Regions from separate parts of the Hordeum vulgare genome. Here region 1 is linked to region 2. Evidence: chromatin contacts called from public Hi-C data. All regions are on one chromosome and are shown on one strand. The core of a region is the stretch at or near the end of the contact, and the rest is flanking DNA. Distances in the headings are between cores, read along the strand shown.

The links. A called contact is a pair of places that touch in the nucleus more often than the background predicts.
Region 1: a Hi-C map of leaf shows a contact between it and region 2, with 6 times the contacts expected there. The contact joins the promoter of LOC123401165 here to the promoter of LOC123402982 in region 2. A contact is called at or near these places in 2 of 6 Hi-C or Micro-C datasets (leaf and seedling).

The regions. Positions count from the first base shown.
Region 1 is chr6H:440,112,846-440,115,705 of MorexV3_pseudomolecules_assembly, reverse strand. It overlaps LOC123401165 (zinc finger CCCH domain-containing protein 17), which reads right to left and starts at 1,267. Exons shown (of 9, transcript XM_045094896.1): 1 at 563-1,267; 2 at 394-489; 3 at 210-299; 4 at 20-121. The coding sequence starts at 1,012.
Region 2 is chr6H:439,476,214-439,479,383 of MorexV3_pseudomolecules_assembly, reverse strand. LOC123402982 (dehydration-responsive element-binding protein 1G-like) reads right to left here and starts at 1,865. Exons shown (of 1, transcript XM_045096955.1): 1 at 798-1,865. The coding sequence starts at 1,808. The coding sequence ends at 1,155.

The DNA.
Region 1 (2,860 bases), core at 18-2,517, 640 kb before region 2:
CAAAAGGAAGGAAGTTTACCTGTGTTGCCGCAAAGAGTAGCTCATTGCCAACTGCAAGTGCATAGACTTGTCCAGTCGGCCCGGTAAGGTTCATTTCTGCTTGAGTTTGCATATTCCAAACCTGCAGCGACAGTTCATACAGTCAGACACACATGTGGGACAGCAATAGCATTGGGTTAAAATCCCAAATCTCAAGCACCATTTCCTACCTTCACAGCATCAGGTATTCCAACAAACACCCATGGCCCCTCGCTGATCATGCACCCAACCTCACCCCCCACGGGGAGGACACCAGCACACTATCACACACCATATAGAAAACAAAGGTACTGAAAATTGTCATACAGAACACACAATCCTTCCAAGGATACAATTCAATGATGCCTCGGCTACCTGTCCAGTTTGACAATCCCAAAGGCGCACCGTTCCATCCTTACTCCCAGAATACAGCTTGTCTGACCCAGCAGGCAGTGCGATCCCTGTCACAACCTGAAGGAACGCACAGCATTTGATCAGCGACGTTTCGAATTTTACTAGACGGTCTTATCTGTAGATGAAGTACCTTCTCGTGGCCCTGGAGAGGGGTGAGCAGCGTGATGCTATTGCTCATGCAATATGTGTGGGGGTAGCGGCACTTCTCGCCGTAGGTGCAGTCTCCGGCGAGGAAGAACTTGCAGGGCCGGTCGGGCACCTTGTGCCTCACGCCACCGTCTGCACCTCCGGGGCCCCTCCCCCATTTGTTGTAGCCACCGCCGCCGCCGCGCCCCCCTCCTCCTGAGTTGGGGTTACGCCAGACGTGCCCACCAGGGCCATCCCTTTGGTTCGGGCGCTTGGTGGTGGCCGCCTCAGGGAGCTCGCTGTGGAGGAAGGGGCAGGGGAAGCGATTGCATCGCCCAGCGCGCCAATGGATGCAGACCTTGGTAGAGGAAGACGAAGAGGCGGCGCCGGGCGCCGGTCCGAGGCGGTTGTGCACGCGCTTGTTGCCGAAGCGGCCGTCGGCCTCGAAGTCCATGGGCGTCGCCTAGGGTTTGTTGGGCTCGGGAGGCGGCGCGGGCAGAGGAGGAAGTAGTCAGATGGTATTCGGGGTTTGACGGGAGCAGCGGCGGGGATGTTGAATTTATTTAGGAGGTAGGGTCGCGTGGAAGCGACGCGGCGAGGGCTCGCCGGAATGGATGGGGAGATCCGGATCGGAGCGGGGAGAGGAGGCGCTTACGGTGGCCCTGCTTTCCCCTTGGTCGGGTTTAGCTCGCGGGCGGAAGGTTGGGCCGGCTCCGGTTAATACAACGTGGCCGGTGCCCCGCAGGCTGGCAGACGCCGACGAAGCGAACCGCCTGATGGAAGTACATACACCATTTCGTTATGTACTCCCTCGGTAAACTATAAAAGTATTTAAAACACTATTTTAGTGATCTAAACATTTTTATATTAATTTACAAAGAAAGTATAAAGTAATACAAATGTCCGTGCGTTGCATTGGGCGAAATATTAAATATAATTTTCTTTATATGTTATTATGCAATATTATTTTAATCTAATTTTTGCAAGCATTAAAAGTAAGGTTACATTGAGTATTTCTTTTAGCCATGAAATTCGATTTTACTTATACAAACATTATAAAATAGGATCATCAGAATGATTATAATTTTAAATAAGTCCGGATAATTTTTTGTATAAATTATAAACAAATATTCATGAATGCGCTAGTGTTGGAGCACGTAGACATGCTCCTTAAAAATGATCTTGTAGTTCCCTATACTAACTCATGCTCCTTAAAAATGATCTTGTAGTTCCCTATACTAACTTTGAAGTTGACGGTTGGATTGTTCTGTAGTAACACTAAGTGATAAATTTAAGAAAGAGTTGGACATGGGAGACGGCGGGAGCTCGACTTTTATGAGCCGCCTAGTGTCCCATGTCCTATTCTACCTCGCTGACGGCCGGACGGACACTACGAAGGGCATATCTAGCCGTCGGGCATGGACACGACGGACCCGAACGAACCCCGCTTAATATTAGATTTATGTTGCATGTAATAATATAGATTTAAGGTTTCTAATTTAAAGTATCCGGTTATAGAACTCGTTATTTGAGGCTTAACTGATCAACGTCCGCAGATGCGTCCAGACGTTTCCATGAAAGTTAAAGAGGTCAGATTTGTTAAGTCCGGTTATAGATGCTCTATGAGGCGGTACAATCAAATAATTATAATGAACTAATGTGAAAAGGAACATCTAGCAAATAATAGTTTGTTGGAACGTCACGAACAACCGCATATAAATCCAACGGGGATGAGCACCGAAGTATCCAACAGCTTCGAGTCTGTGTACATCTACCAACAACTATTGATCAAAAAATAGCAATAGGCACTAAATCTCCACCGAGCTGCGCACTGCATGACCCTTATCCAAAACATCACCATTCCTCGTGCTGCTACATAGAAGAGGAGACAAGCGTTGATGCCTGGTCGTGCTCCTCACAACAGCCGCTCGTGCTGCACCCAAGAAGCACTCCAGTACTTAGTGCCCGACCGCGGTGGCAGCCACTGCCGGGATCCGTCCCTCCGTGCATCCCCACACCAGCACGCCGGCAAATCACCCACTGCACAACCATGGCGGGGCGGCCTGTTCAAAGCCGTCATCGATGTGCGCCTCTGCTGGGAGCCTGGTCATGGGTGCCACCATCTGGGAGTAGCAGCATCGGGGCCAAGCCGGTGTCCGGTAGCACTTCCCCCGCGGTGCGCGCTGAAGGCCACGGCTCGGGGCCAAGCCGGTCTTCGGTAGCACTTCCCCCGCGGTGCGCGCTGAAAGCCACGGCTGCACCATGAATGTCGCCTCCATTGCGGACTGGTGCGTTGCAGAAC
Region 2 (3,170 bases), core at 616-3,115:
AAGAGGTCAAGTCCCTTCACGTGTTCTCCAGGATCGAGTCGTGCGGTAAGTGGAGGAAAGTTCGGCTCGCTCTCGACAAGGACAAGGAGGCCTACAATCCAGATGGCACCAAAAAAGTCAGGACGGCGAGGGAAGCGGCGCCCGGTGTCGAACGGTTGCAAGCTTCGATCGAGTAATGCATCGCCGACCTCAAGAGCAGCGTTGCTAGGAGGGAGGAGAAATCTGACACGCGGTGGTCGACGTTGATGATCAACGTCACTGCGAAGAAGAGGAACATCGACCTGGAGTTCTTGATGGGGGCAGACACGTCGACGATGGACGAGAAGGTGAAGGCGTGGTACATAGTGCAGCGCGACCTCATCTTAAGCCAGGTGCCCGTACCGGCGGCGACCATGACAGCAGCACCAACGACGACACCCAGCCCGAGCGCAGAAACCACGCCGACGACGAGCCCGACTACGCCGACACCGAACCCGACCAGTCCCGCGGCAGAGGAGCCACACCATGCCGAGCCGACCGTTTGATCTGTTTCGTCCCTATTATCCCTTCCTCTTTTGATCGCCAAACTACTGGGTGTGTTTGATCGCCAAACAATGGAATGATGATCGTCGACTTATGGCATGATGATCGCCGAACTCGTAACATCTTTTTGGCTGCGGGAAAAAAGAATTTAAAAAAGTTGACGTCTCAGTCCGAAACCTCAGGGCGTGGCTCGAGACTCGCTCGTCTAGAGGACAAAAAAAGCGCCGGCGCAACGCCAAAATGGCATTTGCCGGATGCGTTAGGAACTAAACGGCTGGAGATGCTCTAAGGCAACGTGCTATATTGCTAATTATACACCGAGAAACTTACATTTTGCTTAACCAAACACCGACGAAGACACTCCGCTCATGCATAATAAACAAGGGAGATACATATAGCTAGCCCCAACACTCCTTCGGAGCTCGAACACTACACTCAAGATCAGGCCCTCTGCTTCTTCTGATCGCAGTTCATCAGAGAGCAAACGTACATTACCCAGAGAAGTTTAGAACAAAGTGGAGAAAAGGAAAGGGCAACCATGCAGTACACTTCCTCTACTCGATTACTATATAAAGCTGCACATGCATTAGTAGTTCGTCGCACCACACATGGCATAACTCAAATGCGCGTAATCAGTAGCTCCACAAGCTGACCTCACCGTCATCGTCGCCGTCTCCGGCAGTCGCTGACGGACCTACCAACGGAGGAGGGGCAATGAGCATCCCCTGCGCCATGTCGAGGTAGCCCTGCATCCCGAAGTCCATACCATCGTCCATCCCGTAGTACGGATCACCGGCGAACTGCATCGTTGGTGCAGCGGCTACCTCCTCGGCGGGCGCATTGCTCTGGTCGGGTGCCGGCAGGAATGCCTCAGCCGCCTCTACCGCCGCCCGCCGTATCTCATCAGGGCTGGCACCCACGGCCGGGACCCGGAGCCGACGAGGAGAGTCGGCGAAGTTGAGGCAGGCGGCGCGGCCGCGCAGCGCCAGCGCGGCCACGTCGTGCGCGCGCGCCGCCATCTCTGCGGTCTCGAACGTGCCGAGCCATATCCTCTGCTTGCTGTGCGGCTCCCGCACCTCGCAGACCCACCTCCCGGGGTTCCTCCGGCGCACGCCCTTGTAGACCGGGTGCCGCGTCTCCTTGAACTTGGTCCGCCCCGCGCGCCGCTTCGGCGGAGCCGAAGACACCGTCATGTACGTCGAGAAGCCCTCACTGTTGCCGCCGTCCGCGCCCACCGGGGACGGCGTCCCCGACGAGTAGTCGCTGCTGAGGGCACCAACGTCCATGGCTGCCTGGCTATGCTGGCTGCTGGAGTGTAAGCAGGGGGAGGGAGTGGAAGCAGGTGGTTTGGATTTGGAAGGGAAGGGTGGCGGTTTATATAGTTTAGCGCGTGGAGCGCGACGTCCCCGCGTGCACGGCTCAACGCGGTGTGCCACCGGAGGCGCCAGCCAGGTAGCGCGACTTGATGGGTCGGGACGGTGTTGGGCTCGGGGGCGTTAACTGGGTCGGAACCAGCTGGAGCTCGAGAGGGTGCGGATGGAGACCCACGCGACGCGCAGGCATGGGACGGATGAGGGCCCGGCTGGTTGGGTCAGTCTGCTGTGCTCCGGGGCTCTCTTGCGAGTTGTGACAGCAACGTGCCTTGAAAGAGAAAGCTCGCTGTGGGATAGTGTGATTTTCTGTCAATAAAAGAGGACTGTTGATTCTATTTGTACCCAAATACTGCTTCCAAGTGACCCTCCCCCCTCCCCCGTCGTCGCACCCAGGACCCTGCACCCCGTCCATCAAGCCGTTGACAAGGATCGCATTGTTGGACCAGGTTGGGACAGAGGGGGTTCTGACGGCCGTTTGAGGAATTTCGAAGAGCTTTTCGCCAACGCAGATGTCGTCGGTGGATGTATGTTAGTCGTCAAAGCTCGTTCAGACGCGGACAAGCATGGGGACCGGCATCGCACGAGTTGTGCACGACCTGTTCAACGGAGTGACCCAACAAGACTCGATGAGTTCTTTTTGCTCCTTTCCGGTCAAATTTGCATATGTCATGATTAATGTTTTGCACAAACCATTATTAGTTCATTTGGGACATGATTAATGCTTGCAAACCATGATGACTTAGGAGATGATCATGCATGTCGGAGATGATCAATGATAGTCATGATCTGACCCAAATGGACTGTAAGTTGGGGATCCGATTTGCCCTTCATTTCAAGTTAGGGCAACATCAAATCCAGAACCGAGCAAGAGCAAAAAGAAGCCAAAGATGACAAAGGAAGAGGTCCAGCATTCTTCACTTTCAAGGATATTTTGTTAGTTAATTTTTTGTTAGCCGCAATAATGGATCCCATATGTCGCAGATGGCAAAAGGTCAATAAGTATTGGGAGAAGATTTGGAAGGATTATCATGAATAAAAGCAATATGTGAAGCCACATCCTATCGTCACCAACCATAATATGGAATATCTCCAAACCAATGGGGTAATTCAAGGGGAAGTGAACAAGTATGACAGCTACTATTCACAAGTGCTTGGCCACACTCAAAATGGGATGGGAGTGGCGACTCAAGTAAGCTACATTTCATCATCTTATCATCATTTGCATATCCTTGTTTTATGTCATATTGTCATTTTCATACATATTTTGTCTGCTAG